7 separate regions of the Mus musculus genome follow, and all the other regions are linked to region 5. The links are chromatin contacts, called in public HiChIP or PLAC-seq, Micro-C and promoter capture Hi-C maps. All regions are on one chromosome and are shown on one strand. The core of a region is the stretch at or near the end of the contact, and the rest is flanking DNA. Distances in the headings are between cores, read along the strand shown. Region 1 holds the start of Prss56 (protease, serine 56). Region 2 overlaps Gm32700 (a long non-coding RNA gene). Region 3 holds the start of Eif4e2 (eukaryotic translation initiation factor 4E member 2). Region 4 holds the start of Akp3 (alkaline phosphatase 3, intestine, not Mn requiring). Region 5 holds the start of Dis3l2 (DIS3 like 3'-5' exoribonuclease 2). Region 6 overlaps Dis3l2 (DIS3 like 3'-5' exoribonuclease 2). Region 7 overlaps Dis3l2 (DIS3 like 3'-5' exoribonuclease 2).

What was found. Promoter capture Hi-C pulls out the DNA fragments that hold promoters and counts their contacts. A called contact is a pair of places that touch in the nucleus more often than the background predicts. HiChIP or PLAC-seq counts read pairs in DNA pulled down with a chosen protein or histone mark.
Region 1: an H3K27ac HiChIP or PLAC-seq map of the NIH/3T3 cell line shows a contact between it and region 5, with 8 times the contacts expected there. The contact joins the promoter of Prss56 here to the promoter of Dis3l2 in region 5. A contact is called at or near these places in 3 of 39 promoter capture datasets (the SN4741 cell line, embryonic stem cells and neural stem cells), 3 of 15 datasets of contacts at CTCF or cohesin (the NIH/3T3 cell line and stem cell-derived epiblast-like cells), 9 of 484 Hi-C or Micro-C datasets (cerebral cortex, cortical neurons and embryonic stem cells), 29 of 115 datasets of contacts at active chromatin or transcription factors (the 230-238 cell line, the NIH/3T3 cell line, T-cell acute lymphoblastic leukemia and 17 more) and 3 of 9 other capture datasets (adipose tissue, embryonic stem cells and liver).
Region 2: a Micro-C map of the G1E-ER4 cell line shows a contact between it and region 5. The contact joins the enhancer-like site here to the promoter of Dis3l2 in region 5. A contact is called at or near these places in 6 of 484 Hi-C or Micro-C datasets (the G1E-ER4 cell line, embryonic stem cells and epidermal suprabasal cells) and 3 of 115 datasets of contacts at active chromatin or transcription factors (the SCID.adh cell line, memory CD8 T cells and pro-B cells).
Region 3: a contact with region 5 is called in an H3K27ac HiChIP or PLAC-seq map of cardiomyocytes, with 4 times the contacts expected there. The contact joins the promoter of Eif4e2 here to the promoter of Dis3l2 in region 5. A contact is called at or near these places in 10 of 39 promoter capture datasets (the 3T3-L1 cell line, the C10 cell line, cranial neural crest and 6 more), 4 of 484 Hi-C or Micro-C datasets (embryonic stem cells, liver and natural killer cells), 7 of 115 datasets of contacts at active chromatin or transcription factors (bone marrow-derived macrophages, cardiomyocytes, embryonic stem cells and 4 more) and 3 of 9 other capture datasets (adipose tissue, liver and macrophages).
Region 4: a contact with region 5 is called in an H3K27ac HiChIP or PLAC-seq map of embryonic stem cells, with 3 times the contacts expected there. The contact joins the promoter of Akp3 here to the promoter of Dis3l2 in region 5. A contact is called at or near these places in 5 of 39 promoter capture datasets (the C10 cell line, cranial neural crest, embryonic stem cells and 1 more), 1 of 484 Hi-C or Micro-C datasets (bone marrow-derived macrophages) and 7 of 115 datasets of contacts at active chromatin or transcription factors (bone marrow-derived macrophages, embryonic stem cells, large pre-B cells and 1 more).
Region 6: a contact with region 5 is called in a promoter capture Hi-C map of neural stem cells. The contact joins the enhancer-like site here to the promoter of Dis3l2 in region 5. A contact is called at or near these places in 11 of 39 promoter capture datasets (the 3T3-L1 cell line, 3T3-L1-derived adipocytes, the HPC-7 cell line and 6 more), 8 of 15 datasets of contacts at CTCF or cohesin (CD8 T cells, the G1E-ER4 cell line, the NIH/3T3 cell line and 2 more), 50 of 484 Hi-C or Micro-C datasets (2-cell-like embryonic stem cells, CD4 T cells, the G1E-ER4 cell line and 16 more), 51 of 115 datasets of contacts at active chromatin or transcription factors (the 230-238 cell line, CD8 T cells, DN3 thymocytes and 36 more) and 6 of 9 other capture datasets (adipose tissue, embryonic stem cells, embryonic tail and 3 more).
Region 7: an H3K4me3 HiChIP or PLAC-seq map of forebrain shows a contact between it and region 5, with 6 times the contacts expected there. The contact joins the enhancer-like site here to the promoter of Dis3l2 in region 5. A contact is called at or near these places in 1 of 39 promoter capture datasets (neural stem cells), 1 of 15 datasets of contacts at CTCF or cohesin (the NIH/3T3 cell line), 23 of 115 datasets of contacts at active chromatin or transcription factors (the 230-238 cell line, the NIH/3T3 cell line, the SCID.adh cell line and 14 more) and 2 of 9 other capture datasets (liver and macrophages).

What each region holds. Positions count from the first base shown.
Region 1 is chr1:87,181,886-87,186,052 of GRCm38.p6, forward strand. Prss56 (protease, serine 56) reads left to right here and starts at 1,429. Exons shown (of 13, transcript NM_027084.2): 1 at 1,429-1,713; 2 at 2,270-2,377; 3 at 2,718-2,771; 4 at 2,868-3,057; 5 at 3,439-3,538; 6 at 3,625-3,784; 7 at 4,009-4,151. The coding sequence starts at 1,608.
Region 2 is chr1:86,432,926-86,437,194 of GRCm38.p6, forward strand. All of the region lies in intron 1 of Gm32700 (a long non-coding RNA gene), which reads right to left. Among named protein-coding and RNA genes, the nearest start is that of Gm32700, 6.5 kb to the right of the region's middle. Within about 2 kb of position 1,291, at least 443 of the 459 cell types and tissues checked have an H3K27ac peak or open chromatin away from gene starts, as enhancers often do. A contact at or near this core is called in the G1E-ER4 cell line, the SCID.adh cell line, epidermal suprabasal cells and 2 more, where this site is marked.
Region 3 is chr1:87,212,281-87,216,505 of GRCm38.p6, forward strand. Eif4e2 (eukaryotic translation initiation factor 4E member 2) reads left to right here and starts at 1,634. Exons shown (of 7, transcript NM_001039170.1): 1 at 1,634-1,739. The coding sequence starts at 1,720.
Region 4 is chr1:87,122,597-87,126,370 of GRCm38.p6, forward strand. Akp3 (alkaline phosphatase 3, intestine, not Mn requiring) reads left to right here and starts at 2,358. Exons shown (of 11, transcript NM_007432.3): 1 at 2,358-2,478; 2 at 2,562-2,678; 3 at 2,796-2,911; 4 at 3,031-3,205; 5 at 3,284-3,456; 6 at 3,714-3,774. The coding sequence starts at 2,412.
Region 5 is chr1:86,701,836-86,705,914 of GRCm38.p6, forward strand. It overlaps Dis3l2 (DIS3 like 3'-5' exoribonuclease 2), which reads left to right and starts at 1,969. Exons shown (of 21, transcript NM_153530.2): 1 at 1,969-2,036.
Region 6 is chr1:87,038,854-87,042,757 of GRCm38.p6, forward strand. The region is part of intron 14 of Dis3l2 (DIS3 like 3'-5' exoribonuclease 2); the gene reads left to right. Among named protein-coding and RNA genes, the nearest start is that of Gm28375, 27 kb to the right of the region's middle. Within about 2 kb of position 2,433, at least 14 of the 459 cell types and tissues checked have an H3K27ac peak or open chromatin away from gene starts, as enhancers often do. A contact at or near this core is called in hepatocytes, muscle stem cells, neural progenitor cells and 1 more, where this site is marked.
Region 7 is chr1:87,008,716-87,012,623 of GRCm38.p6, forward strand. All of the region lies in intron 13 of Dis3l2 (DIS3 like 3'-5' exoribonuclease 2), which reads left to right. Among named protein-coding and RNA genes, the nearest start is that of Gm28375, 57 kb to the right of the region's middle. Within about 2 kb of position 2,121, at least 33 of the 459 cell types and tissues checked have an H3K27ac peak or open chromatin away from gene starts, as enhancers often do. A contact at or near this core is called in forebrain, where this site is marked.

The DNA of each region.
Region 1 (4,167 bases), core at 179-2,678, 480 kb after region 5:
GGAGACCTACGGCCCTCCATTAGGCTCCATTGAGACTCTTAAAACAAAAAGACCACCTTACCCCTGGGAATTAAAATTGCCCAGGAATCTGATCCTGGGGGAAAAGAAAGATTGCTCTGATGCCAGCCAAAGGAAGAGATTCCACATGCTCCCAACAACTTGTAGGATCCCAGGAGTCGAGACAAGGATGGGGTGGGGTGGGGTGGGGGTCTTCTCAACTTGTAGGAGCCAGATCTGAAACAGTGTGCTTTTCCATGCCCTGCCCTTTGCTGTGTGGGTGAGAGAAGGGTCTACTCCCTTCCTGCCATCAGACTGGACTCAAAGCCTGACACATGCCAAGAAGGCAGAGTGAGGACAGACAGTTCTATGCTGGCCACTCCGGCCTGGCCAGGCTTCAGCAGGCATACAGGAGCCATACCTCTCTGCTAGAAACTTGGAGAGCACATAGGATTTACCTATGATATGCAGAGATAACTCCAATCCCTAGTGTCATTGAATTGACACAACAATCTATACCTACCGTTCTCTCTACCTTCCTGGTGGTGGGAGACAGGCTACGTGCTGTGATAAGCAGTCCCTTTGAAGAGAACACATCCCCTAGCCACAGTGTGTCCCAATTCCTGTACTTAAACCCTTAACCAACATGTCCCTGCTGCCAGCACAAATCAAGGTGCCAAGGGTAGTTTTGTTTTGTTTGTACCCAAAGGCTCGGCCCTACCCCAGGTGGTGACTGGATATCAGGACAGTTGCCTGTTTATGACCTTCTCTCAAGAGTCCCTCCTGCCAGATCAGGGTCACAGCAACTGAAAACAAAGCTGGACACACTGAGTGGGCAGGGACAGGGGTCCTGCTGGATCCTGCGCTCCCCAAACTGGGCCACAGTGGGGCCTTTCATCTCCCGCTTGCTTTTGCCTCTTCCCACCCCGCTACCCCAGTGCAGCAATTATGGCGCAAATTAGAATGCTTTGATCATCTTTAGAAAGGGCCACACGGAGGAGGGACACTGCCAAGCAATTAGGGGCAGAGGGGCTGGAAGTTCAATGGCTTGCTTAGGGGGTGAGACTGCCCAGGACACCCACCCCTATCCCTAGCTCTCCTCCCTCCAAAAGTGCCTGTCCCAGCAGAGCAGTGGACTCCCCAGGGTGGCAGAAACAGATGGGGATCCCCCCTCCCAGCCCCTGCCCACCAGTCTCCCTCTGCCTGGCCCCCAGCCCAACGGTCAGTTCTCCAGCCCCATCTCAGCCCCTTTGAAGCAACCGCAGGAACAAGGGCCGCTTTCACAGAAGTGGGGAGACGCAGAGTGGGACGATGAGACTTCAAAGGTGAGGGTCCAGCCCACTACCTCATTCCCTCCCCCAGTCCTGGCTGCCCTCCCACGCACACACACCCCTCTGTCCTCTATATAGCTCCAGGGCATCGTTTCCCTGAGGGCTCCCAGGAGGTGAGGGCCAGGTGAGGTGCGGACCATTAGAAGTGAGTAGTTTAGTGTAAGACAACGGGATCAGATGGTTTGAGGGACACAAAGTCTGTGGGCAGGAAGAATCACAGGAGAGGGTAGAGTCCAGGAATAAAGAGGACAGGGTCTCCCGCCTTGGCCCCAGGTCACCATGCCGCTGGCTATGTTGTTGCTGCTGCTGCTGCTACTGTCCCCAGACTCCCAAACTGCCCATGGGCATCCACTGTACACGCGCCTGTCCCCCGGCGCCCTGCAAGGTGAGCCGGGCTGGTCCGAGGGAACCACGGGAGGTGGGAGGGGCATAGGGAAAGTGAGGTCAAGGGAGGACAAGGGAAATGAGCTTATCTCTCACACTTAGGAGGGCCTGTGGTCCTTCTGCCCACCTTCTGCTGGAAGGAGGAGCCTGGAACTGGGATATAGGAAGGGAGGGTAGACAGCCTCACCCAGGAAGCAGAGACAGCAACACTGCCAAGGGGTTCCAGAGATAACGGTGTTAGAAGACCCGGGGCAGCATGCCTTGGGCCCAAAGATGGATACCTTAACCATATTACCTGGATGTCGGTGGGCAGTGGTTTTCCTCTGAAATCTTTAAGAAAGGAGCTTTTCAGAGATTCCTTCCCAATTGTAGCACCATCTGCCCTGAGGGCTGGCCCTTGGGGCCTGACCTCTCTCCCCATCTCTACATCCCTGGTAGTCTAAGAGTTCACCACGCTTCTCTGGGACTCCCCAGACAAGGTTCAGGAAGACTTAGACTGAGTGGGGCTCTCTGCCAAGGGAATGTGACTTTGTGTCCCATGTCCCTCCCCCTCCCAGTTTTATCTGCCCAGGGGACTCAGGCATTGCAGGCTGCCCAGAGGAGTGCCCAGTGGGCCATAAAGCGCGTGTTGATGGAGATCCAGCACAGACTACATGAATGCCAAGGTTGTACCAGAAGTGCTACCCCACCCAGCAGACTCACATTGGTACAGGGGACTCCTCCTTTTGTCCATGTCCAGCCCTTATTTTTAGGTTCCATCGTCCTTGGGGTCAGATTCTTTTTGAAGGTCCAAGTGGAAGGGGTATGCCAAACTTGAGACACAGCAGGGAGGAGGGGAGAGTGTGGGCTCAGGTGGTCACAGTTCATGGCTGCTCAAATAGTTCCATGTGCTAGAAGGCGGGCCAAGTGGAGAGTGGTTGAAAGATGAGGCCCAGCCCCCCCCCCCAATAAAGCGAAAGATCCGCAAGAGGGCGCAGCGAGGCTCAAAGGATTGTTTCTCAGTAGGACCTGGACGCCCTAGACCTCAAGCCCCCCTCCTCCAGGACCCACCGGAGCCAGGTGAAACTAAAAGACTCCAAGGGCTGAAAGCGAGGTGGGCCTCAACGTGAAGATAACTAAAACTTTTGCTTCATGACGCCGTTTCTGCCATTCTAGTACAATGTGGAGAAAGACATCAAGGCGTTGCCAACACGACCCGGGCTCACGGCCGCATAGTCGGTGGCAGCACGGCTCCCTCGGGGGCCTGGCCTTGGCTAGTGAGGCTGCAACTTGGAGGGTTGCCTCTGTGCGGGGGTGTCCTGGTAGCAGCATCCTGGGTGCTCACGGCTGCACATTGCTTCGCCGGGTACGTCGTCGAGATTCCAGGCACCTGCTCAGCAGGGCCACCCAATCCGATGGGAGTCTAAGCACCCATGGGCCAAAGCAGAGCAGAGCAGGTCTCTGCTGCCCCCTAGCGGAAGCTAGCTCCCAACCTCGGGCCTTAAAATGCCGGTTGCGGGTGGGGGTGGGGGTGGGGGTGAGGGATCCCAGGGTAGGAGAACATCACACTGAATTTTCCCACTGCAGGGAATCTGCACCTTCCCGGTCTCCCTCTCTTTCCCTTGGGTCACAACAGCCACACTTACAGGCTCACTGGATGGTGTGGGTGCATGAGGGTCTGGGCCTCTGAGGGGGCCTCACGCCACCCTCTGTCCCTGATTGGTGTCACCCACTACTTGCGCTGCAGTGCCTCGAATGAGCTTCTGTGGACTGTGATGCTCGCCGAGGGGCCTCAGGGGGAGCAAGCGGAAGAAGTGCAGGTGAACCGCATCTTGCCCCACCCTAAGGTGAGAAGACACGCCCTGAGTCCTCAGAGCTGGGAATAGCATCCCAAACCCTCTTCCTTGACCTTGAACCGCCACCTGCTCTCTAGTTTGACCCGCAGACTTTTCACAATGACCTGGCCTTGGTACAGTTGTGGACGCCTGTGAGCCCAGAGGGGCCTGCGCGCCCCATTTGCCTTCCCCAGGGTTCTCGGGAGCCTCCTGCCGGCACCCCCTGCGCCATTGCAGGCTGGGGGGCTCTCTTCGAAGGTATTGCCAGTTAGGGCCTGGATAAGCTAGCTGCAAGGGGTAGTGAAGAACCAATGGGGGCGGGGCTAGGGGTGGTGGAAGTAAGCTGAAGAGGTGGGGTTTGGAGAGACTAGAATGATGCTCCATCGCATAAACCACGAGGAATTAAAGAGGGCAAGTGAGAGGGGATCTCGAGGCGCAGCCTCTGCCTTCCAAACCCAGACCCCTTACATTCTTTCCTGTAGACGGGCCTGAGTCTGAGGCAGTGAGGGAGGCCCGCGTTCCGCTGCTCAGTGCAGACACCTGTCAAAAGGTCCTGGGGCCTGGGCTGCGGCCCAGCACCATGCTCTGCGCTGGTTACCTGGCAGGGGGCATCGACTCATGCCAGGTATGAGCTAAAACTG
Region 2 (4,269 bases), core at 41-2,540, 270 kb before region 5:
ACACAAAACAAAACAAACCCACAAAGTCAACTTTCTTCCTTCTTGGGATTTCCTGTGCTGTGTATTTATCAGGATCCTTCAGTAGATGTGACCTTGGTGTCATATGATGTACTTTGGGCAAAAACAGGACTGGTGAGTTGTATTGATCTAGGAAAGGATAATGGGAACATCTGGTGTTACCACCCTTCTCATGGGTTAGATCTCTCCCTTCCCACCGTATTCTGCTTTTCCTGCAAGCAGCTACAAGGTGTATATGTATTCATGTCTATGTCCCCCACTGCAGACAGGTGGCATCTTACCCTTCACACCTCCTCATGAAATGATCCTCAGCAGACAAAAATCACCTTTCCCTAGCCCGGCAGTGGTGGCACACAGCTTTAATCCCAGCACTTGGGAGGCAGAGGCAGACGGATTTCTGAGTTCAAGGACAGCCTGGTCTACAAAGTGAGTTCCAGGATAGCCAGGGCTACACACCGAAACTCTGTCTTGAAACACACGCCCCCCCCCCCCAAAAAAAAAATCAGCTTTCTCACAAGCAGGACCAGGGCCATACATGGGACCAGATGTAGGTCCAAGGCCAGGCGCAGCCCACGCATGGACCCTAGAGCATGCCAGCCACACCACATAAGCTTGTGAGTCCCTCCCACAGCTTTCCTTCGATAGTGTGCTTTGGAGACAGGACGTTTGGATCTTCTTCATCGCTCTGCCCAACTCCATGAACTAAAAAAAAATATTACTTTACATCTGAATTTTATATGTCAACCAATGAGGAAACAGGTTGTCTACCAACTTCTAGTATTAATACTTTCAAACTGCAGCTATAGGTGAGGAAAAATATCTCTCCACACATGAATTCAACCGGACTTGAACAAGACTAACTAGAAACAGGAGTGCCCCAGCCTGGGAGAGTAACTGGAAGGCTGGTGCCAAGAGGTTCTGGGTCTGTCACACCTGGTTTCAGGGTTTTGTATTCCGCCATGATGTGGAAGAGACACGGGGGGGGGGGGGGGGGGCGGCATTATAAGTACAAAGTCCTGTTCCTCCACTTGCCTAACCTGGCTTAGCTGCTGTGGAGGTGGGTGTCACTTGCACAAACGCTTTAAGTCAGGCTCAGGGGTGAAGGAAAAAACAAGACTTTGATAAATTGCAGGGAGCAGGGCCCTGTGTCTCTTCTCCCGAGGCTGGTGGCCAATTGCCCGCATTTCCTGGGTGACCAGGGAGGAGGGAGAAGAAAAACACTGTGCTGCCTCCCCTTAGTAGAACTGGAGCCCGGGCTGGGGCCTGGTGAGGAAACGAGGCTGGAACAGAAACTGGGCAGTAAGATGGGGTGAGGACAACAAAGGCTCTGTCTGCCAGAAAAATATCTGAGTGCTGGGCGCATCGGGCTACAAAGAGCTTTCTCCGGCCGGGCCAGCCGAGGGCAAGGCTGTCTGGCTGCGGCAGGCCAGGGGGCACCGCTCCCCCCACCCCACCCCCGCCCCCCAACCCCGCAAAACTCGGAGGCTCCCAACTTGGAGCCAGGCCACCAGAGGCCCAGCAGCCCCGCCCAGGCCCCGCCCCGCCGTCTCCTTGACGACCGTGACCTCAACGCCGGGGCGTTCCAGAGTCTGTTCCAGTTGCTACGCGACGGCCGGGTGACGTCAGTCCATTGAGTTTAGTTCCCCAGGCAACTGGCCGGACAGCTGCGCTGGGAACTATTTGTGTCTGTCCCTAGAGGGGCGGCGGAGCCTCCGGGGTCTGGCGCAGCTGAGGAAGCGCTCTCTGGGACTCGGGCGGGCGGTGGCCGCGACACAGAGGCCCTTTCAGGCTGCGAGGCCGGGCGGGGCGGGTCTGCGCCCCCGTGGAGCGCCCCGCCTTGGCTCCCTGCACCCTGCTTTTCTCCCGCTGCCCGGGAGGCCCCTGGGCCGCCTGGCTTTGTCCTGTTTTTAAACGCTCTCCTGCGTAAAGCCTGGAAGAAAGAGGCTTCTGTTTGTGGCATCCCAGTCCACACGTCCACCTTGGCCAGGACCCAGTATCGGTGGTGCTCAGTAGGTGCCCAGCATTGACATTCCCAGAAGGCAATTTCTACCCTTTTCAAGCTGCCAGAATCAGAACCCCTTGTCAGTTTCTGGTATTCGGCTACTGGGCAGTGCCTGAGTGAGGCGTCTTGGTGAGCAGATGGGCTAACAGAGCTTGGAAACCTTCATGGGAAAATAAAACGATGGTCCAGAAAAGATTCACCATGTACGAAATAAACCCAGTTTGGGCCACTGCGGGTGAACTACAGGTGTACCAAGTACGCGGTAAACTGAGGCAGATAGCATCAGTCAGAGGAGAAAGAATATGGTTCGAGTCTGGAGAGGAAGTGAGTATGTCAGGAGCAGAAAAACAGGCATGCAAAAATAAAGCAATGACCCAAATATGGGCGTTAAAGCCGGACAAAGCCCGTCGGTGCCAGGGGCTCTATATTCAGCGTGCCGTGACTATTGTCTCTGGTTTAGGTTACACAGTAATCCAAGCTTCTCCGAGGCTTCTCCCTACCACTGGCAGCCTTTTCATCCAGGTCCCTCACCATCTGTCTTCAGGGACCAACCATCTCCAACCTCCAACCCCCACACCCTACACCCTCCACACCCTCAGCCTCATAGGCCTAGCTCTGACTTCCAGACTGTCTGCTATTCAGTCTGCTCCAGGAGCCGTCCTACTGGTTTCTGTAAACTCCCGGCATCTTGGCTGCTTTTCAACAGCCAGTAGCTGCTGTATGACATAGACGCACGAGGTTCTGAGAGCAGGAGGTAGCTGTCTTTCACTGAGAGGCCTCTGGGCTGCCTTTCTAGGGCAGACTGATCTGCGGCTGGAACAGTTAGACTGGGGTTATCTTTTTCCCTCTAGTTGGAGCTTCACCACGATCCTGGCTTCACACACACACAAGGGCACTGTTACTCCCATGTTACACAACTTGAGGCCTACCTGGGCCCATGCCCACCCTTAACAGTGTCACCCTGACAGTTTCTCAGAGATCAGCCCTGACTCAGTATCCAGAGCTGGAGAACAGGACTATGTAATTTATGCAAAAGAAAAAAAAAATCCAAGGTTCCTTGTTCAGACAGACGATTAAGAATTTTAGGCGGGGAAAAAAAAAAGAATTTTATTCGAGCTGGGCAATGGTGGCGCATGCCTTTAATCCCAGCACTCGGGAGGCAGAGGCAGAAGGATCTCTGAGCTTGAGGCCAGCCTGGTCTACCTAGAGAGTTCCAGGATGGCTAGGGATACATAGAGAAACCTTGTCTAGGAAAAAAAAATAGTTTTAGGCAAGGTGTAATAGCATACATTTGTAGTCCCATCTCAGGAGGCTAAGATAGAGAATCATTTGAACCCAGCAAACAGAGACTTAGCAAAAATAAAAGAGGGTAGGGATTAGCCCTGGGTTCAGTCTACCGCACTGCATAAAACCAGGCATTGTGGTGACACATGCTAGTATTTCCATCCCTTGGGAGATGGAAGCAGAAGGACCAGAAATTCAAGACCATCCTTGGCTACATGTTTATGTGGTTGTAGCTTCCTAAGGCCATCGTCCTCTTTCTGATTCATCTGACTCTTCCCTCTGGTCTTCTGCACATACCCTGGGGTGGGGGTGGGAGTGGGGGTGGGAGCTCATCTTCCTCTTAGTCCGGTCCCGTCCGGCCCGGCATACTCCCATCCTGGGTAGATCCCACATGATAGGCACTATCCTATGCTATCTGATTCCTCTGCAAGACTGAAGAGGGACTTACCTGCTAGAGCTGTTGGCCATAGATGGCTTAGGCTATCGGCTCCCTCTGGAGATAGATAATGATGGAAAATGCCTTGCCTGAGGTCACACCTCCTTCATGGGTGTGCCCAGTGACTGCTGTTCAGGGGTATAGAAACATCCAGTCTCAATTCAGGACTATGAGAAAGGTCCGTGATGTCTCTGGTGCTTCCCATAGACTGTATCACAGTCCCGTCCTCCCTCCTCTGCCAGTCCCTGATACCTTCTTCTGCCCTCCAGGAAGACCAACCCCAGAAACACTCCCTACTGAGGCTGCTGCTTCTGGTTAGGTGTTGTCCCCCCTTTTAGAGATGACCTCCTTGAAGCCCTGATTACCTACCTAGACACTTCTGAGTACCTCTTGCCTTTTCAAATACCTATTCTGTAACAGTCACTGAACAGGCCTGCTATGTGCTGAGTACTAACTGTTCTAGGTGGGAAATAGTGAAGCATAGTAGGACAGGTACACGTCCAAGAGGAGTTCAGTACTGCAGAGGGGC
Region 3 (4,225 bases), core at 384-2,883, 510 kb after region 5:
CCCATGTAGCATCTGTTACTCCAGTTGCAGGCGATCCAACACCCTCCTCTGGCTTTGCAAAACGCCCATGCATATAGTGCAGACATATGCACAGACAGAACACCCATATACACAAGATAGAAAAAAAAAAGCCTTTTTTTTATGGAGATAGGGGTGTGGGATCTAAGTACAGAGTCTTGGCTTTTATGAGGTCTAGAATTTTTAAAAGTGTAACCCATTTTAACTAGCAAGGTTCTTCTAGATGCCACAGCACAAATGTGTACCTTCAGCAGTACGTCCCATTCGTCTAATGTAATACTTCCTCCCACCCCCACTGATCACAAAGGATTTCTTGAGTTTTACTATCTCCCCCCCCCCCATTGTTAGAAATTCTTCACAGTATGGATAGTCAAGAGGCACTGTTCAAAATAAAATAAAATAAAATAAAATAAAAAACAAACAAAGCCAGGCAGTGGTGGCACACGCCTTTAATCCCAGCACTTGGGAGGCAGAGGCAGGTGAATTTCTGAGTTCGAGGCCAGCCTGGTCTACAGAGTGAGTTCCAGGACAGCCAGGGCTACACAGAGAAACCGTGTCTCGGAAAAAAAAAAAAAAGGCCCTGTTCACCTGACCCACATTTCACATGAGCAAGCTGGGGTCCAGAGTAAGAGGAACTCTCTAGAACACTCCTTTATAGGGTTCAAATTTCCATCTCTGATCCAATCTCAGACACTGTAAGAAAGACTCCTAGCCCTGCAAATTCCTTTCGTCCTCTCTCTTCTCAAAAGCCAGAGTACTTGCAAGGCTAGGCCCAAAGCCACTGGGCTGGGTGTGACAGGAGAGCTTCCTCAGCCTCCCTTACATGCCAGGCAATAGGATGATCCCCTGAGGTCTTCCTGAGGAGAAAAAGCGTGACCTTGCTGAGTGACCAGGGGACAACCACGGGCCAGTCCTGGGACACTTTCCTCACCTGTAAATACAGGCACGAACATCAATTTCTACCCCTCCTCTCTGGTGATTAAAAATAAACATCTAACAATGTAATATGTTCAGCAGATGGGTCAGGAAAATGCGTGCCTCATAGCTCTGGAGTTACATCACCAACTAGGGAATTTATTCCTGTGTATGTGATGTGGTTTTGGACAGTCCTTAGGAGTGTGGGGACAATGACTTCAGTTGAGGAGGCAATGATGAGTGAGACCATCTCGGTCCTCAGTAAGTTTGTCACCCTGGTTCGACTCCCCCCACCCCCCACTTCACCCAATATATAGGGAAGGTCTTAATGTATCCCAGGCTGTCCTCGAACTCACTATGTTGGTTAGGCAGGTCTGGATCTTCCTGCTGCCATTTCCCAAGAGCCAGAATTGCAAGTTTGTTTGTAGTGCTCTCTCGTCCTCTCCAAACACCAAGAGCAAAGGATCAACTGCCAGAGAATACCATTTACTAAAGGTTACTATGCCTGACATTTTCCCCCTGGAATCCACGGGGAGGTTAAAGTGGATGGCCGGCAGCCTGCGTAGACAATGCTCAGTGCAAGCAGCCACACCAAGACAGCCCCGGTCGGAACAAGCGCTGTCGTCCCGGGCCACCCGTCCGGGAAAGAGGCCCCGCCCAAGGCCTGAGCACTGACGTTCCGCTGAGCGCCTCGCCAGCCAACCGGAAGTAGCCGGGCCCTTAGCGATGGGACCCGGTAGAGCGGAAGTCACTCCGTGAGGCAGTGGCGACAGCGGCGGCAAGAGGATGAACAACAAGTTCGACGCGTGAGTGGCGCGTGGCCGACCCCGGGGCCCCTTCCCCCAACCGTCCCCCGGGACCGCTCCCGCCGGGGCCGGGCGCGCCCTCAGCCGAGCCGCTCGCTCCCGGGCCGCCGCAGCCCGAGCCTTCCTGCGCCCGCGGGCCCGACGGGGCCGGGAGAGCGCGGCCGAGGTCGCCGGGACCCCTGAGCCGCTGGACCCCGGCGCGGCACGGGCCGGGGGAGGGGAGGCCGCGCCGCCCGGAAGGAGATTTTCGGACGCCCCGCCCTGGTGGGTGCGGGCTGCCGGCGGCGTGGAGGGGCGGGACCTCAGCGCTTCGGGTGTTTCCGCAGCCTTGCTGCCTTCTCTCTGAACGCGGCTTCCCTCCCGCACTCGCTCGGCGTCCTGGGAAGGTCACCTCTCCCTTCCGAGCCTCGATTTTGTCTTCTGCAAGCGGGGACGGTAACAGAGCCCGTGTCGTAGAGTTGGGCAGCTGCGATGAGGTAATGGGGCAGCCGCGCTGAGTACTGTGGCCTCTCGAGTACGGAATGCTTTTCATCTGAGATTCTTCCTGCTTCCTCCCCGACCACCACCCTCCCTTCATCCCCCACCCCGTCCCTGTCTTTCAACTCTTAGTGGCTGCCCACCCCTGCATTCATCTCCAATTCCCGCAGCGAACAGTTGGGAAGTACAGAGAAGAAATATGTGTTGGGGTGGGGGATGGGGGGGTGAGAACATTCCCCTCCTAACGATTAAATCTTTTAGCATTTAAAAGTAATTTTCGTTTTCATCTAGCCCCACTTAAGTTAGTGTTTCACAAGAATTGTATCCCTGGGTAGATTGCAGTGCTCCCTCCTCTCTATGGTTTGTAGTGATCAAATCTGGTTTATCATTCAAAGGCCTACATTTTTAGTTTTAAGCCCACCAGCTGTTTGACAGTACAAAAGTCCTCCAGTCTGAGCCATCGATCTCACCTCTGTAGTGGTTAGGACCGGAAGGACCACATCACGCTCTGCAATACTTAGAGGTACTGTGTAAAATGCTGAGCATGAGCTGTGAAGGGAAAGTGGACTCACTGATAGGTGGTGAAGCTGCAGGTTTTCAATACAGTGAGTTCAGAGGTGCAGACTCAGGAAGTACTGGGATGGGGATTCCAGTTGTACAGCCAGCTCTTCCTTAGGTTTTCATGGTGGCTGAGTGAGCTCTGCTTCTTGAGAAAAGACCTGATGTCTTCTCCACCTTGCTTATTAGCAGAGTCCAGCAGGATAGAGATCCATTGGTCTCCTGTCATAGGCCCTGCAATACCTAGCTTCATACCTGCAGCCCTTCCTCCCTTCTTCTCCTATTGGAACAAATCAAACTGCATCCTAAGAAGATAGTTTTTAGGTTGCCTGTCTTGAATAAGGATGGTTATGTTGGCCACTGTCGTCGTCACTGTTCTGTTGCTGTTGAAGAGATGCCATGACCAGGCAACTGTTTTTTTGTTGTTGTTGTTTTTGGGGGGTGGGGGTGGGGTCTGAGACAGGGTTTCTCTGTGTAGCCCTGGCTGTCCTGGAACTCACTCTGTAGACCAGGCTGGCCTTGAACTCAGAGAAATCCGCCTGCCTCTGCCTCCCGAGTGCTGGGATTAAAGGTGTGTGTCACCACTGCCCGGCCGGGCAACTCTTATGACAAGTTTTTTCTTTTTCTTTTTTACTTATTTATTTAACTAACAAGGCCACACACCTCCTAATCCTTCCTAGCAGTTCTGCTCCCTGGTGACTAAGCATTCAAATATATGAGCCTATGGTGGTCATTCTTAGTCTAGCCACTGCAGCCACCCAGAGGCATCCCTGTGGATTTGTTTCCTAACTTTTTAGGTTAGCATAGAAAGTAGCAGGTTCTATTAGGACACCTTCATACTCAGGCCATTACTTTGTTCTCCTTCTTCCCTGCCCCCACTGGACTCGCTGTGGTCCCTCTCTAGCTCGCTTTTTTTCTTCTAGCTGTCCCCCAAGTCCCTATTGCATGTATTATATTCCTCTCTATTTCCCACTAGCTTCTTCCTAATAACTCTGCAAAAGAGATCTTGGCATGTTTTCTGATAGTTAAGGAAAATGAGGCTTTTCAAGGTTAAGTAACTAGTGCAAGATAGCCTAAAGGGCCAGCTCAGGCTCACTCTTCTACTTTGTTCAAGTGTCTTTATCAACATTTGCTGGGTGGTTTAATTGTTTATAACTATGAGCTGTTGTAAAGAGTAGGGTCTTTTAATGCCCTCTTCCTCCTTCTTCTTCTTTTTTTCAATTATTTATTTTGTATATGAGACACTGTCACTGTCCTCAGACATACCAGAAGAGGCCATTAGATCTCATTACACATGGTTGTGAGCTACCATGTGATTGCTCACATTGAACTTAGGACTTGGAAGAGCGGTTAGTACTTTTAACTGTTGAGTTATCTCTTCAACCCCACCTGTCTTCTAACTTTGCAATAAAGGACAAAAATAAAAGCTTGCTTTTATTTGAAATTAGCAA
Region 4 (3,774 bases), core at 1,108-3,607, 420 kb after region 5:
ACCTCTCCCATCCCCCGGCCCCTGGCTGTGGATCCTTCGTCTTTGCTTTTTTTTTGTTTGCTGTCATGGACTTCATTAAACAGAAACTTTTTATACTTTGTTTTAAAAGATTTTCCTTACACCACCCAGCCATTTTTATTTTATATGTACGGGTGTTTAGGTGTGGGTGTCTGTGCAGTGTGTGTGTGTGTGTGTGTGTGTCCCCTTCAGAGGCTAGGTGAGAGTATCCGATTCCCCTGGAACTGGAGTAACAGATTTGTAAGCTACCATTGTGCTAGAAATTGAATCGGGGTCCCCTGGAAGAGCAGCCAGTGCTTTTAACCACCTAGTCATCTCCCCAGCCCCTTATTATATTTTTAACTACATGTATGTATGTATGTGTGAGTGCACTTGTGAGTACATGTGTCCAAGAAGCCATCAGATCCCTGGGAGCTACAGTTACAGGCAGCTGTGAGCGACATGATGTGGGAGCTGAGGACAGAACCTGGATCTTGTGCAGGAGCAGCGGATGCCCTTAACCTCTGAGCCATCCCTTCTGCACCTCCTCTTTCTTATGTATGTAGAAAATGTTATGTCTCTTGGTGGCACAAGGGGGAAGGACGAGGAGGCGGGGCTTGTGCCTTTGTGATGGGCTGGTTGCACTTAGCACAAGCTCCTCATGGCTCATCCCCACTGCAGTGTGGGTCAGGATCCCCTTGGCTTTGACTTTGGTTTGTCTGAGTTTGGTTTGAGGCTGTTTTGGTGGTGGTGGTCCTGATGTTTTTGCTCATAGTTCTGGATCTTGAACCCAGGGTCCTTATGTATGCTAGGCAAGCATTCTGCTACTGATCCTCCCTCCACTCTCTTATCTCATGATGGCTTTTAAAATCTTATTTATTTATTTATTTATTTATTTTTGAGGCAAGATCTCGCTATGTGGCCCTATCTGACCTGGAACTTAATACATAGACAAGGGTGGTCTCAAACCCATAGAGATCCTCCTGCCTCTTTCTCCTGAGTGTTGGGATGAGAAGTGCTTGTCGTATTGGCTTTTAACTCACAGTGTGGCCATGGCTATCTTGGCCCAATCCTCCTGCCTCCAACTCCTGAGTTCATAATTACACTTGGCAGATTCCCTTCTGTTTTCAGGCTAATGATATTCAGTTACTTATATGAACCATTTCTTGTTTATTTGTTTTTGTTTTTTGAGATAGGGTTTCTCTGTATAGCCCCGGCTGTCCTGGAACTCACTTTGTAGACCAGGCTGGCCTCGAACTCAGAAATCCGCCTGTCTCTGCCTCCCAAGTACTGGGATTAAGGCGTGCGCCACCACCCATTTCTTGTTTGTTGATCCATTTATCCACCCTAGGACACTCAGGGTATAATTTCATTTTCAATGGCAAAGGATGGTGAGGGCTATATTTAAAACGAAGGTTTCTTTAAGTGGGTTTGGAAGTCCAATGCCCTGGCTCTTATATGTGCTTGAATCTCCTAAGGATCCTCTTCACTACATCACATGGTGAATAGCATCATGAGGAGACAGAGAGAACGCTCCTAAGGGAGCCAAAAATGAAGGAGAGGCCCGTCTTGATCAGTCATCATAACCCCCTCTAGTAGGGACTAAGTAGGATCTCATGAAAAACACCATAACCCCTTCTAAGAAAACAGCCTCAAAGGACCTAGTCACCTCTCCCTTCCATCACCTCCCAACATCATCATCACACTAGGGACCAAGCCTGCAACTTGTGCACTTCAGGGACAGGCTCCATCCATATTCAAGCCACAGCACATGGTTGCTCTTGTTGGAGGCTGCTGTGCGATGTTTGTCTCAACATAGAAGATAGAGCTCTGCCTGCAACCCCATCTTAAACAGACAGCGAAGAGAAAGCATCCCAAGTACTTGCCCAGGTCAAGCTTAATGGGGGGCCAAGTAGACAGCAGGACATTCAGTGTGCCTTGTTTCCTTTGTCTTTTGGCTCCAGGTATCAGCAAGCCAAACAAAGGCCCCTCATCTAAGCTGTGTTCTTCCAGGCCTACCTCCAGCGCCCAGAATGAGCCTATTGGCCCCCACAGCTCTCAGGAGCAAGAGTGATGTACAGGACATTGTGAGCAAGAAGTGGGTGCTGCAAACTGCATAACCCCCCTCCCTACCCGGGGAGGACACCGAGTGCTCACACAGAGCTTACTCGTCAGGACCCCCAGCCCAGGCTGGGTTAGACACACCCTGCCATTTTTCTCTAACAAGCAGGAGTTCAGTTCAGTTCACAGGGATGGGGTGGGGCCAGGATGGCCACTTTGATCCATGGGAGGGGCGTGGTGTTGTGCAGTTAGGAACAAAGTCTCCCCCTATTTAAGTCCAGGCACTCTGTGCTTTAGTTGATCCCTGGTGTCTCGTGTCTTTGTCTGCTGCTGTCCCGCCACCAGCCCCAGCCATGCAGGGCACCTGGGTGCTGCTGCTGCTGGGCCTCAGGCTACAGCTGTCCCTTAGTGTCATTCCAGGTAATGAGGCTCCTTCCAATGAACACCCCATTCCCACCCATGGCCCTTCATGCTGACCCTTCCTCTGCTATTCCCTTGGCCAGTGGAGGAGGAGAACCCGGCCTTCTGGAACAAGAAGGCAGCCGAGGCCCTGGATGCTGCCAAGAAGCTGCAGCCCATTCAGACATCAGCTAAGAACCTCATCATCTTCCTGGGTGACGGTGAGTGTGTGAGCGAGGCCTGGCCACCCTGGGGCCCTTGTACTCCAAGTACCCAGGGCCACTGGTGGGTACGGACAGGCCTCAGGGTTCAGTCCTGACGAGGTTCTGCTCCTTCAGGGATGGGGGTACCAACAGTGACAGCCACCAGGATCCTAAAGGGACAGTTGGAAGGTCATCTAGGACCTGAGACACCCCTAGCCATGGACCGCTTCCCATATATGGCTCTGTCCAAGGTGAGTTCTTAGCCACATCTGAAATGACTGATGGGGATCCAGGGCAAGGGAGGCAGAGAGGCTCGGGTGAAGAAATAAATGTCTGCTTTGAGCCCAGTTGGGGGTGTCTCTGTCCCCAGACATACAGTGTGGACAGACAGGTTCCAGACAGTGCAAGCACGGCCACCGCCTACCTGTGTGGGGTCAAGACCAACTACAAGACCATCGGCGTGAGCGCAGCCGCGAGATTCGACCAGTGCAACACCACATTTGGCAATGAGGTCTTCTCAGTGATGTACCGTGCCAAGAAAGCAGGTGAGTTGGAGCCAGGCTCAGCTATGGGGGGCAAGCCTAGGGGACTGGATGTCTCACCCTGACCTTTGCCGTCTTCAGGAAAATCCGTAGGTGTGGTGACCACCACCAGAGTGCAGCACGCCTCTCCCTCGGGCACATATGTTCACACAGTGAACCGCAATTGGTATGGGGATGCTGACATGCCTGCCTCTGCGCTGCGGGAAGGTTGCAAGGACATTGCTACACAACTCATCTCCAACATGGACATTAATGTAAGGAATAAAGTGTAAGGGAGAGGGGAAAGGGGAGGGAGAGGAGGAGAAGGAGGGGGAGGGAGGGGGAGGAAGGGGGGAAAGGGGGGAAGGGGTGGTCCCAGGCAACCTTGTAGACTGAACTCCCTGGATCTTCTGGGGTCTTTGAGGGCCGGGTAGTTCAGTTCCCACATACCTGGTGAGGAGCTAGGGACTGGCAGGAAAAGGAGGCAGAAGACAACCTAAAGTTCACCTTCCTTCATCCTCTCTGACCACAGGTGATCCTTGGTGGGGGCCGAAAATACATGTTTCCTGCTGGAACCCCAGACCCCGAGTATC
Region 5 (4,079 bases), core at 719-3,218:
AAAATGAATGTCTGTCCTTCCCCACCTCCCCAACACCTAAAGAGACAGTATCGGGAGGCAGAGTTATTGATTGATGATTAAGTCATGGGCATCTAGTCTCCATGAATGGAACAGTCTCCTTGTAATAGATTCTAGAGTCCGTATTTGTATTTTCTGTCTTTCGGGAATATGGCGAGCAGATTCCTGATGATCAGTCAGGAAGTGGCTCACATCAGACACTGACAAGGGTCTGTGACTTAATTTTGGCTTTCCCAGCCTCTGCTCACAGACCACTCAGTCTCTGGTATTTCGTTTCTGCAGTGAGAATAGATTAAGATAGCTCTCTTGACTATATCGTTCCTGTATTCTTCAGCCACACATTTAAAACCGTTTACTTGGTTTACTTTCATAGACAGCTGGTTAAACCAATTGTGAAAAGACTCACAGTTTTTCACAGGAAATCATTATTTCTAAATCCTTTGGAAGAGCTTAAGGGCACCCTTGTTCTAGGAGGATTATACATGGACCAGAAAGGCATGTGGAGCAAGGCTCTTAGCCCCCATCCACTACAAAGTGTGCTGTGGACTTCCTTCAGCTCACATGAGGAAGACAGGCTCACTAGACTTAGGAGTCATGGTAGTACATGCACTCAGCCTTCACACCAGATGTTCAGTCAAAATGTGGTCTTAGACACTAATGATCTTGACTCTCCTTCCTTTGTCCTTGCCATTCTATTCTTGAGTTTATTTTTGGTTTTCTTAGCTCACCTCCCATTTCTGCCCCCCACCCATACCCCATTTGTTTGTTTGTTTGTTTTTCCAATCCTTTGTTCTTTGTCTCTACTGGATTTCCCCATCCCTGTTTCCACTATCCTGCTTACTAGTCACAGAATCCCCAAACCTCTGCCATTTATTCTCTGCAGTTAGAACAGGCAAGGTTTGCTTACACGCAAGTTTGTCTAAGGGTTCTGAAAGGATCTGAGGAGGAGCGAGAAAAAATAAAATAAAATAAGAATCCGCAGGCTCATTCCTTAAGCAAGCATGGAAGTTATACCAAGGTGGGGCTTCTTAAAGCAGGAAGAAATCCAGAAGTTTCCCATATCTTCTTTTCTTGACGCTACATGGAGAAAAACGAAGCTGCCTCCTTCACACGTAGACAGCTGGTTAAACCAATCATGAAAAGACTCACAGTCCAATGAAGTGCACTCCACTCCCTACTTTGACATTGTAGTATTGAATTTTGATTATTCTACTGGCATCACTGAACACATGATCTCCACAACAGTTGGCAGCTGTGACCAGCTCCTCACTAACTTTTTTTGTTTGTTTGTTTCCTTTTCATACTTCCCAGGACGCTCTTTGGGTTTCCTTCTCTGTGGTTCAGAGTCCTCATGTTTTCAATTTTTGATCCATTTGCCTATCAGGCCATGCTGCCTTCCTGCAGCCTTAACACCACATTGCAGGTATTCCATGGCTTGACCCACTTTCTCTCCCCCTCCACTTGGTTGAGGTTTCTTTGCTCTTCTCTTCTTTTGCCTAGGCTAGCCTTTCTCGCACAGGCTTTATAGCTTCCTTCGCTCATCTGAGCTAGCTGGACACTGTCACCTCTCTGGTTACCAGCCTGCGCGTGCCAACAATGCACCTAGTCCTGTACAGGTGTCCAGTGAAGGAGTGATGGGCCAATGCTTGGATGAATAAAGACTTGGTAACTAGGAAGGTGGTGGCGTTGGTGCTGAGAGCATCCAAAAGTCAGGTGGAACCTGCAACGTGACAACGGCTGGGTGGTGGGTTTAGGATCCAGATAGCGCGAGAGGGACCCCAGTCAGAAAGGCTGCTGTCGCTAAGGCGGGAGCCGCCCACGCGGGATGAGCCTCGTACCGCCCCTCATTCAATCCCGTGGTCCTGCAGCGACCACCGCCTCCACCGCCCACTAGCCCCGCGCTTCGCTCTTGGCTCAACCCGGCCACCGTCGCTCTCGGAACGCTCGCTCGTGACCCGGAAGCGCATTCTCCCTAGCAACTGCGGGTCTGCGGCGCCGCCGGCCTCCCGGGAGCGACGGTGAGGCTCCTGCCCCCTCCCCCTGCGCACGCCCCGGCCGTCCGGCCTGGCCTTCCCTCCGCGCCGCGTTTCGCGGCCGGGACCGTGCGTCCTAGCCTCACGGGGCGCCCGACCGCGGCGCCTCTGGTCGCCTTCCGCCGGCCCCGACCCGGCCTCAGGCTCCTCACGCCCCGTGGGCCCTAACTTTTTATATTTCAGTTCAGTGCGAGAGGAGGGAGAGGGGACTGGAGTCGGTGTCTGGGAAGCCGCGACTTTCCGAGGCTTGGGGCACCTGGGGACGTGTTCTCTCGTGGGTCCTGATGGAGGCTGATAGGCTTGTGGTGCCTCCGGAGTGATGAGCGGCAGCGCTTGCTGATCACCCGAGCTTTCCAAAGTGATATAGACTTTATCAGGTGTCTATACGCTTTGAACCGAGCATTTATTTCCCCGGGAGTTAGCTTTGCAGTTAGGAATGAGCTGTGGACAGTATATTGTATTTTAGCTGTTGTGGTGTCCAGTTTTATACAGAAGGGACGTCCTGGGACCTGACTAATCTTGGGAAAGATTGCAAGTAAAATTTACTCCGTTAAATAGGGCCAGGTGTAAATATATCTCTGATTTACACTTCAAAAGATAACAGTGGCACCGAAAACCTCTTTTGAGTTTGGACAAGTGACACCAAAAAGACCTTAGACATTGCTGTTCTTAATAGAATGATGGCGTGAAAACATAGCTGTGAACAATTTGCAGAATTATTTAGGAATAAAATTCAGGAGCCTTTTGAGATTCATCATTGAAAATGGTATCATTTAGTTTCAGTACTAAGCACCTGTAGTGTTAATGCACTTGAAATAAGTTTTAGAAGACATACGAGGTTGTACACATTCCACCATTGGGAAAACAAGAAGATGACATATGATTAAATACAATCTATGTGGTAGGTATTCAGTGCTGTGTAGTAGGTTAGGGGGTGGGACTTTTAGGAACATAGTTGATTTGCCTCTAAAGGATAGATACACTATGTATTGGAGGGAACTGAGCGAATGAAATAATTTTGTAAATAATATTCTTTAGGGCTTGGGAAACGTTTTCACGTGGTTTAGTTCTTATTTAAAAAATTAAAGTCACTCTGATCCTGATCCATTTCTTTAAGAACACACCATGTTCTTACCCCGTCTAGATCTTTTGCTTCTGCAGTCAGTCTTATTTTTATGTAAAACACAACAGTTTAAGCAGAGTTACTGTTTAATACGTGAGACTTAAGAGTCTTGTGGAAATTTTGCTCTTTGACTGATATTCTTTATTTTTGAGTGTTTAATGTGTAGCAGGCGCTGTGTCAGGAGACAGCAAAAACAATGGTTACTCAGCAACCAATTACTATGTTTTATCTATGGTATGACCCCCCAACCCTGTGTGTGTGTGTGTGTGTGTGTGTGTGTGTGTGTGTGTGTGTGTAGCTTATCCGTCTTTGATGCTCTGCTTGACTTAAGCTGTAGGAAGACCTTAGCAGTCCTTCAGCAGGTGCTGTGCTTGGCTGTGGAGTTAAGAATGAATTCAGATGTGACTTCTGTCTTTAGCAGACAATATAGCTGCAGTTGTGATATGTTAAGGGAAGTCACAAATGCAGCATATGAATGGAGAGATTCGGGATGCGTGGGAAAGGAAGTGCTCCAGTCTCACTGAAGATAGCAGGGCAGAGACCCTGTGCTGGCAGAGTGGCTGGAGAGGACCAGGGACAGAAGGTACAGCTTTAGAGAGGGAGCTGGGGCCACATGGAACAATCTGGTAGGACAGAGGGCTGGAGCAGTGGCGTGGGTCCAGATTCTGCTGGACCCTGTAGGCAAGCTGAATTTTTCTTTGTGCTTTGAATAAAGAGAAGCCTCTATGGAAGGTTCTACTTAGGGACTTAGGCTGTGTGTTGGGTTGGGATGACATAGTGTGTTTGTGTCTGAATAGCATGCTTTGTGTTTCTACCACTGGTTAGCCTTTGTATTGTTTTCCCATTCCTTGTTCTTCAACTTGCTCCCTATATTTTGTAAATTTTAATAAAAAAACCACTAAATT
Region 6 (3,904 bases), core at 1,183-3,682, 340 kb after region 5:
ATAAGGAAGTAGTACTCAGGAGATAAGGAAGTAGTACTCAGTAGATTGGTTAGGGCCTGTAGAGAAAAGATCAGGAGACTTGGTGACCCCAAATTATCAGCATGCCTGGCAGTGAGTATTAGGAAGTTAGAAACACCTGAGAACTAAACAGAAAGGACAATAGTGATAGAGGGACCCAACAGTCCTACCTCCTGAACTGGAGCCTGATGCCATTGCTCCCAGGAGTCCTTCACTCTGTGCAGGTTGTTGAACATCCACTCTGGGACTAGCACATATACCACTAGGGATGGAGACGAGATACAACCTAGGACCGAGAGAGGCCATCACAGTCATGAAGGCCAGATGCTATGATGGGGACCAAGAGGATGCTAAGAGAGAGTTCCTCATGCTATCTTCCAAACTGAGTGATAGCCAAAGAAAGGACATGAGCGAGGAGCAGCCCTAGTACTCTGGGCTGTGAGAACAGTATATGAAAGGACAGAAGCCAAAAGGGCCTCAGGACTTCAGTAGAGCCAAAGTAGGATGGAGCAGGGAAGAAGAGTGATGCAGTCCAAACATACATAAAACATACCATATTGTTTAGCCAGGTAGAGGAACTGCTAGTCTTAAACAGTGGTTCCTGCTGGAAGGGACATGACCCTGTTTTGTGTGAAGGCAACACAGTAGCAGGAGATGACGACCTGGACAACAGTGATGACAGGAAGGAAAGCAAGAGATGCTTCTGGAAATCTACTCCAGATCCTAGAACTGGACCATTTGAGCAACTCTTGCATACCCTGTTGCTCTTTAAAAAGAGGAAGAAAGAAAAGAAAAAAGGAAAGGAAAGGAAAGGAAAGGAAAGGAAAGGAAAGGAAAGGAAAGGAAAGGAAAGGAAAGGAAAGGAAAGGAAAGGAAAGGAAAGGAAAGGAAGAAAGGAAGAAAGGAAGAAAGGAAGAAATGGAAAGGGAAGGAGGGGAGGGGAAGGGAGGGGAGGGGAGGGGAAGGGAAGGGAAGAGAAGAGAAGAGAAAAGGAGAAGAAGAGAAAGAGAAGAAGAGGAGAGAAGAGGAGAGGAAAGGAAAGAAAAAAAGCAATAACAGGACAGGTGCCCAGACAAGAGGAGGTCTAGCTAGGCTAGGGTAGACACACTGTAGTCTGAGTGGTACTTATTTATGGCCAGGAACTTGGTCGCTGATTTTCACTTGGTTGGCATGCCTGCCTTCCTCAGAGGCTTCTCACCTAACCACTGTCTGACCTGTCAGGATGCTGAGGTTATGTAGACTGAAAGACCCTACATAGAGAAAGACACAATCTCAAAAAATTAGGTAAATAGCAAATAATAACCACATTTGGACACAAGTAAATAAACATGGCCCAGTCTGGGTCCTCGGATGGTAGGTGCAGTGTCCAGCAGCATAAGTTGTGTTGAGCATACTCACTTCCTAAGGTAAAGAATGCCTATAATAGTAATAAATTGACAGCAGTGTAAATTTGTATCTGAACCTTTCCCTTTAAGTGGTATCAGTACCGTTCTGGGCGGAAGCTTCCTTTCTTATGACATGGAATGTGCATCTCTGGTGTGCACTTATATATAGGTTGATTATGGCTTGCCAGGACATGAAACCCTGGCTCAGCTGGTCCCTGGGATGAGAAACAGCAAACCTTCCCCCTCTTTCCCCAGGCCTTGCAGGCCCAGACAGCAGGTAGGGACTGCTTGAGAGAGGGCTGCAGAGCTTTCACCGTGATGTCCTGGCTGACAGCCTCCTGTCACAGAAGAGTCCTACCCAAGACCTCCAGAGTTGTGGGGCCCCAGTGGCTCAGGCCTCCAGATGCTCAGCAGATGCCAGACCTGGGACTGAGGCCCCATCTCTGAGGGCTTGGCTTGCTGTTCTGGAAGGTGATCCTGGCTGTCAGCCATTCTTGAGCCCCTATTTAGAGCAGTTGTCAGGCAGTTGCTGGGATTCAGCTAGCTCCCCATCCCCAGCAGGGCTGAGTGATCTCATGCCTATGCGATGCTGTCGCCTGGGGAGGAGGTGCCCTAAGACTGAAGGCAGGTGCCCAGACCAGAAGGAGAGTCTAGGCCATGGCAACCCAGACAACCCTCAGCCACTTTCCCAGTTCCATACCCTAATGTGCTCCAGCCTGGTTCATTTGCCCTGGGATAGCACAAGGCATCATTTGAGTTTGGCTGCAAACTTTATGTGAAGTTTGCCCCTTTCCCCACAAGAGAGGAAAGCTCAGATTGATAAGCTCGCTTGCCAGAGACCCCACAGCCAACCGGTTTGCACAGAACCCTCAGCCCAAAAGGCAGCTTTAGCTAACGAAACAGCAACTGGCACTCCAGGGACCCCTGGACTTTGGGCCACAATTTGTAAACTCTCGAGCTATTCTTCCCAGAAAGTTCTTGGGTTCTAAGTGGCTTTTGCCACGTCCCAGGACTGGAACAGAAGAGTCTGGTGGCCCCCTGCTGATCACTGTGAGAACTGCACAAGGGTAGACAGGTGCCAGCAAGAGGGGCCTTGGCTAGCCCCAGGTGAGAGGAGAGATCTGTGCACCCCTCCATGGGTGATTGGCCCCACAGGGAATCTTAAGTTCAGTGGAGCTCTGGCTGCTGCTGGTTTGGCCATGTCTCAGCCTGTCAGTTCTAGATCTTCTAGATCCTGGGCCTCCTGGGAGTCTGGGAGCTCCTGGGCCAGAGTATCGCTGGGTCCTTTGTGATGTGCACATGCTTGCTCCTTCCCCTTCCACTTGCAGGATGAGAGGATTTTAAGATCATTTCCTCAAACCACCCTAGGACACTAACGAGCCTTATCCGCACCCAGAAGTGGGAACTTTGTTCCGTGCATCCTCTTGGTTGGTGACAGGATTTAAGTTAATGCTTTGCTCTTGACAGACTGTTGTGAAGAATTCCTAGGCTGATGTCTTAACTCAGAGGGAGAGAGGAAGCGAAGGGCAGATGGACAGGGGGTGCAGAATGGACAGATGGACAAGGGCTACTAATGGAAATAGGAATCACAGGCACCAAGGTGCCTGAACAAGGCCAGCCTATGCAACCAGAGTCATGCCAGATTGTGATCAGAGTTAGACATGCTCTTCTTTTCTCAAGGTCTTGGGCAGCTTACAGGGCTGTGCAGATGTCCATGGAGGATAAATTGTCAGGTCATGGTCACTGGAGAAGCTGCTTGCCTGGAGTCTTCTCATGCCTGTTTCCCATAGTGGCCCCTCCTTCACCCCATCTCTCTTCTCCCACCATGAACTCATGTGGAACAAAGCAGAAGAGTTCCTGTGGACCAGGACTCTGGATCATCCCATCAAAGTCTCTGACTTATAGCTTGGAGCATGGAGAAGGGTCCCTGTCCTGAGCCATTAGCCCACCCTGCTCCTGCCTGCCTAACAGCCTTATCCTCACAGTCCTGCTGTGGGGCCCTACTGCCACCTGCCGGCTTCATTTACAAACTGCAGTCCTAGTTCAGCCTTGGGATTACAAGAGACTGTGTACTCTGGTCAACAGGATTCTGAGACTGCACAAAGAGAACAGGTCTGGAAACAGTCCTGACTTCCCATAGCAGTGTCAGAGCATTTATTTAACAGTCTGAGCAGGGACAGACAGCATCCCAGCACTGTGGAGGTTGTGACAAGGTGAAGGATTATCAGATGTGTTAGTCATTTGTGTGGTGTATGTGAAGAAAGGAAAGCACCACTGTGTCTTGGACAGTTGATATTCCTGCTTGGTATCTGGCCCAGAACACATGTTCCCTCTGCCTTTGCACCAGCCCTGTGATCAGACATTAGCATTGTCTTACTTTGGGAAGGAAGAACAGGAGATTCACCAGGGGTTCCACAACAAGAGTGTGGTAGAACCAGCATTCAAACTGTCTCAGAGGCTTGGTGGTCAGTGATGGTGATTGTCAGTACTGATAAGCACAA
Region 7 (3,908 bases), core at 871-3,370, 310 kb after region 5:
ATACTCACTGGATATAGTTCTAAACAGTCTAATCAGCAGTTGTGTGATCAGTGGGCACTTAGGGCTGAATGGTAGAAGAGTAGCTCTCATGCCAGGAAATGCACCAAACTCACCAGAGCAAGCACAGACAATGGAGGAGAGACAGGTGGCTTGCCCCAAGACCCCCCAGGAGCCTAAGATGGCAATATTGTCGTTTTGAATACATTGTGCAGGCACTTGGCCTCTGGGAGGGAGGAAAACAATTAGCTTAGCATCAAATCATGAACTCTGACAACTGCTCTATCTTATATAAGATCTCCTTACATAAGGATGCAGAGAGAGCATCCTCATTAAAACACCTCAAGGGGTTCATACTGATTTTCTAGAAGCAGAGCTTCTCTCCCAACAAATACATCAGGACTGGCTATAGACACTTTTTTCTTCAATAGGCTAAAAAGATCCCACATTCCTCCAGGAGACAAACCTCAGAACAGCCACAGAGGAACTGGGCTCCATGGTATAGGTGGGGCATCTAAGGTCCCAGAGCCCACCTCCATCCAGACTCAGGGAGAGAACAGGCAAGCCAAATCTGCTGGCTCTCAATTTGGTTTACATAACTCCTGACTCCTCAAGTCCCTGGAAACTGAGGCCAATTCCCTGGAAGATCATTCTGTTCTCTCCTGTTTTTTCAAGAAGAGAGCCAGCCTGATCACTGGCTCCGAAGACTGTGTGAGAGTGTCCCACTTCCTTCTTCCACGAACTGAGTGTCTGCCGTCATGGCTGTTGTTTAGGAAGGTTCTGTTTGAACTCTCATAACTCCATATATGTTGACCTTGTATTATAAAGAACTTTACTTATCTTATGTGTACCCTCCTCTGTTTCCAAAAGAAAATGGAGGACTTGCAGCAAAGGAAATAAGTAAGGTGAATACATTAGGAGAAGTGAGAGACTGGGAAGGGAGGCAGACAGAAGGTGAGCTCCCAGTATCTGTGTGCAGAGTAGGCACCAGACTCTCTACTGCAGTATCGCAACAGCAGAAGCAATCCTACCTCAGAGAGTTGAGGGGGAAGGTAAGAAGGCACATTTTTTTTTAAAATAACAAACTTGACTGAAAGTTGAAAGATGTGTTCCTAGTACTAAGAACAGTTTCTCATGTGAGGTTGCCTTTAGGGGCACTGCATACACTTGTAGCAATGAAAAAAGATGTTTATAGGCTCTGTCTTAAGGTAAACTTGGTGAGAATGGAGGGTAACTAAAACAACTTAAGGAAGGCCATGAGTCTGGGGAGCACTAGCTCTTTTGGAGCCTCAGTGTGTCCTGGGTAAAGTTGGAGCATCCTTGTGGTGGCAGCTCGATTGGTGCACTAAGTGCAAATGTGCACCAAGTTCTGGACTCACTCTTCTCGGACACATAGACTGAGTGTGGCTCATATCTGTAATCACAGCACTCAAGAGGTGGAAGTAGAAGGATCAGAAGCACAAGATGGAACAACCTCAGCTCTATAGACAGTTTAAGGCTATCCTGGGCTACCTGAGACCCTGTCTATAAGCAAATGACTAAACAAACAGACAACACACTTAATTTTTTTATAGCAACCACTTTGAAGTGGGAGGGGTCTGATAGGGTCTCTATTGTTCACAGCAAGTGCACAAGGTCAAGAGTAGCTAGGCAGATGAAGAAGAGGCCAAGACACCTGAACAGTATCTTTCCCATGGGTTCGGAGGAGCCACGTGCCACCTTCACAGTCAGCATTGTCTGTGCGAGTAGCTCTGGCAGCATCAGTGCCCAAACAACGGCTGATACGAGTCCCCAGATGCAAGAGGAAATAGTTGTCTGTAATTGCCTGTTTTAAGTAGAGTGGTCAGGAGGCTACAGCCTCCTCATCTGGCTACATGTGGCATATGCAGGCTTGCTCATCAGACCTTGTATTTACTGTTTTCACCTTAATGGAGAATGGGAGAGGCAAACAAAGCCCAGGGACTTTGTGGAAGCTGACTAGAAGCCTCTGGGACTCCAGGGACTGCCAATCTGCTAAAGAAGAAGCTAAGAAAGAAAATGAGCTCCTCTGCATGGGTCTCCCCATGATGGAAACAGAAGGCCACATGGCACAGTGTAAATAGAGCCCTGCTGCACTGCTCTTACTGTGGTGAATGAAGAAGAGGCAACTAGCCAGGAGGGCAGGACCACTACTACTGTTTTGCTGGCTGGTTCCTCCCAAGTGAGCAGCCTTCCCTGGGGACAGACCTTAGCTCTAAGACAGACGTGGCTTCTTCGGAGCAAGTCAAACCTCAACATCGAAGAATCCTTGTCTTGTCAGTTTTAGCTTTAACAAGAATAGAACAAGCTTCTGGAACAGGACACAGTGGAGTCAGGAGAAGCGGCCTTAAGTGAAGACACAGCTGTGGGGTTTCCAGACTCGCACTGCAGGGAGGCGTCATCCAGTGGGAGCGGCCAGCCTCGCTGTAGACTTCCAACACTAACGAATCGGGAACTCCATGCTGAACAGGATTTAGTTAGAGGGTCCCTGTGCCAGCAGATGGATGTATTTTTCTTGAAAGACCAAGGTGCCAGAACTCTTCATGATTACGTTACTGGAGCAAGGTCCTTTTTTGTGGTTTGTGAAGTTGAGCGTCAGGACTGCAGGATTCTCTTGCTCTTTCTTACTCTTATTTTTTCCAGGTCAGAACCAGAGCTTGGAGCAGGGAGGAAAATCCTGCTGAATGAGCAAGTTCTTTCTTAAAAAGCTCTTCAAGTCCAAAAAGACTTCAGTGGACTTAGGAGAAAGAAATTTAATACATTGCCATAGAATCGTTGTTAACCAAGTTAAAGCAAAGCCCACAGCATCTTTGTCTTATAAAAGAAAGCAAAGAGGAGATGGAAAAAAAGAAATAATGCTTAGGAAATCCAAACCAAACAATGAAGACTAACGAAGGAAAACTAAAGATCACTTCAAAGAATGTGAAGATTCCCTCCTAATAAGATTTTTCAATTTTCAAACCTAAGCTTCAGGTGGGAGGACCTTTTCAGTTTTTTTTTTTTTCAAGTATGCTGTTAAGTGGCATTCCCCAAAATGTTGGCCCTGTGTAGGATTGGCTGCCTTCCACATAAGGAGCAGTCAGATACCCTGCAAGACCCAGGAACTGAGGGAGCTTTAACCATGGGAAGCTGAGAGGCTTGCCAGACTGCTCCTTGACCTGAGCTTGAACCTGAGTCCTAACTGCTAGCAAACTGAAACAAGCCCAGCCTCCAGGAGAAGAAAGTGGGCGGAACTAGAGCAGTCCTAGCCAGAAAACTATGCTCCTTTCACCACTGGCTCTGTCTTTACATCCCTGGGAGGGAAGCCTGGGTTGGGCTTCAAGATCGCCTGCTCAGACCATCCCTCTCACTTGCTAGCCCCTTCCAGGCCCACGCAGAGGCACTAGTGCCTATGAGAGGTCAGTTTGCATCTGTTGTGGACAAGACAGGGAATTCCTTGACATTTTTAATATTTATTTATCTTTGTTAGTGTGTATGTATACACACACACACACACACACACACACATATATGCACAAATGTACCAACAAAAAGTTATGGAGCTTGTGGGGGGAGTCAGTTTTTTTCCTTTCACCATGAGGATTCCCAGAATTGAACTCAGGTCATCAGACTAGAAGCAAGCATCCTCACCAACTCAGCCTTCTCACTATACCTTGCATAGAGTTTCTCAACTTTTGCCTAAGCTCAGACTGGTAGTTTTTTGTTTTTGTTTTTAAAGATTTATTTATTTATTATATGTAAGCACACCAGACACACCAGAAGAGGGCATCTTATGTCATTACAGATGGTTGTGAGCCACCATGTGGTTGCTGGGATTTGAACTCAGGTCCTTTGGAAGTGCTCTTAACCACTGAGCCATCTCTCCAGCCCCAGACTGGTAGTTTTTAAAAGCA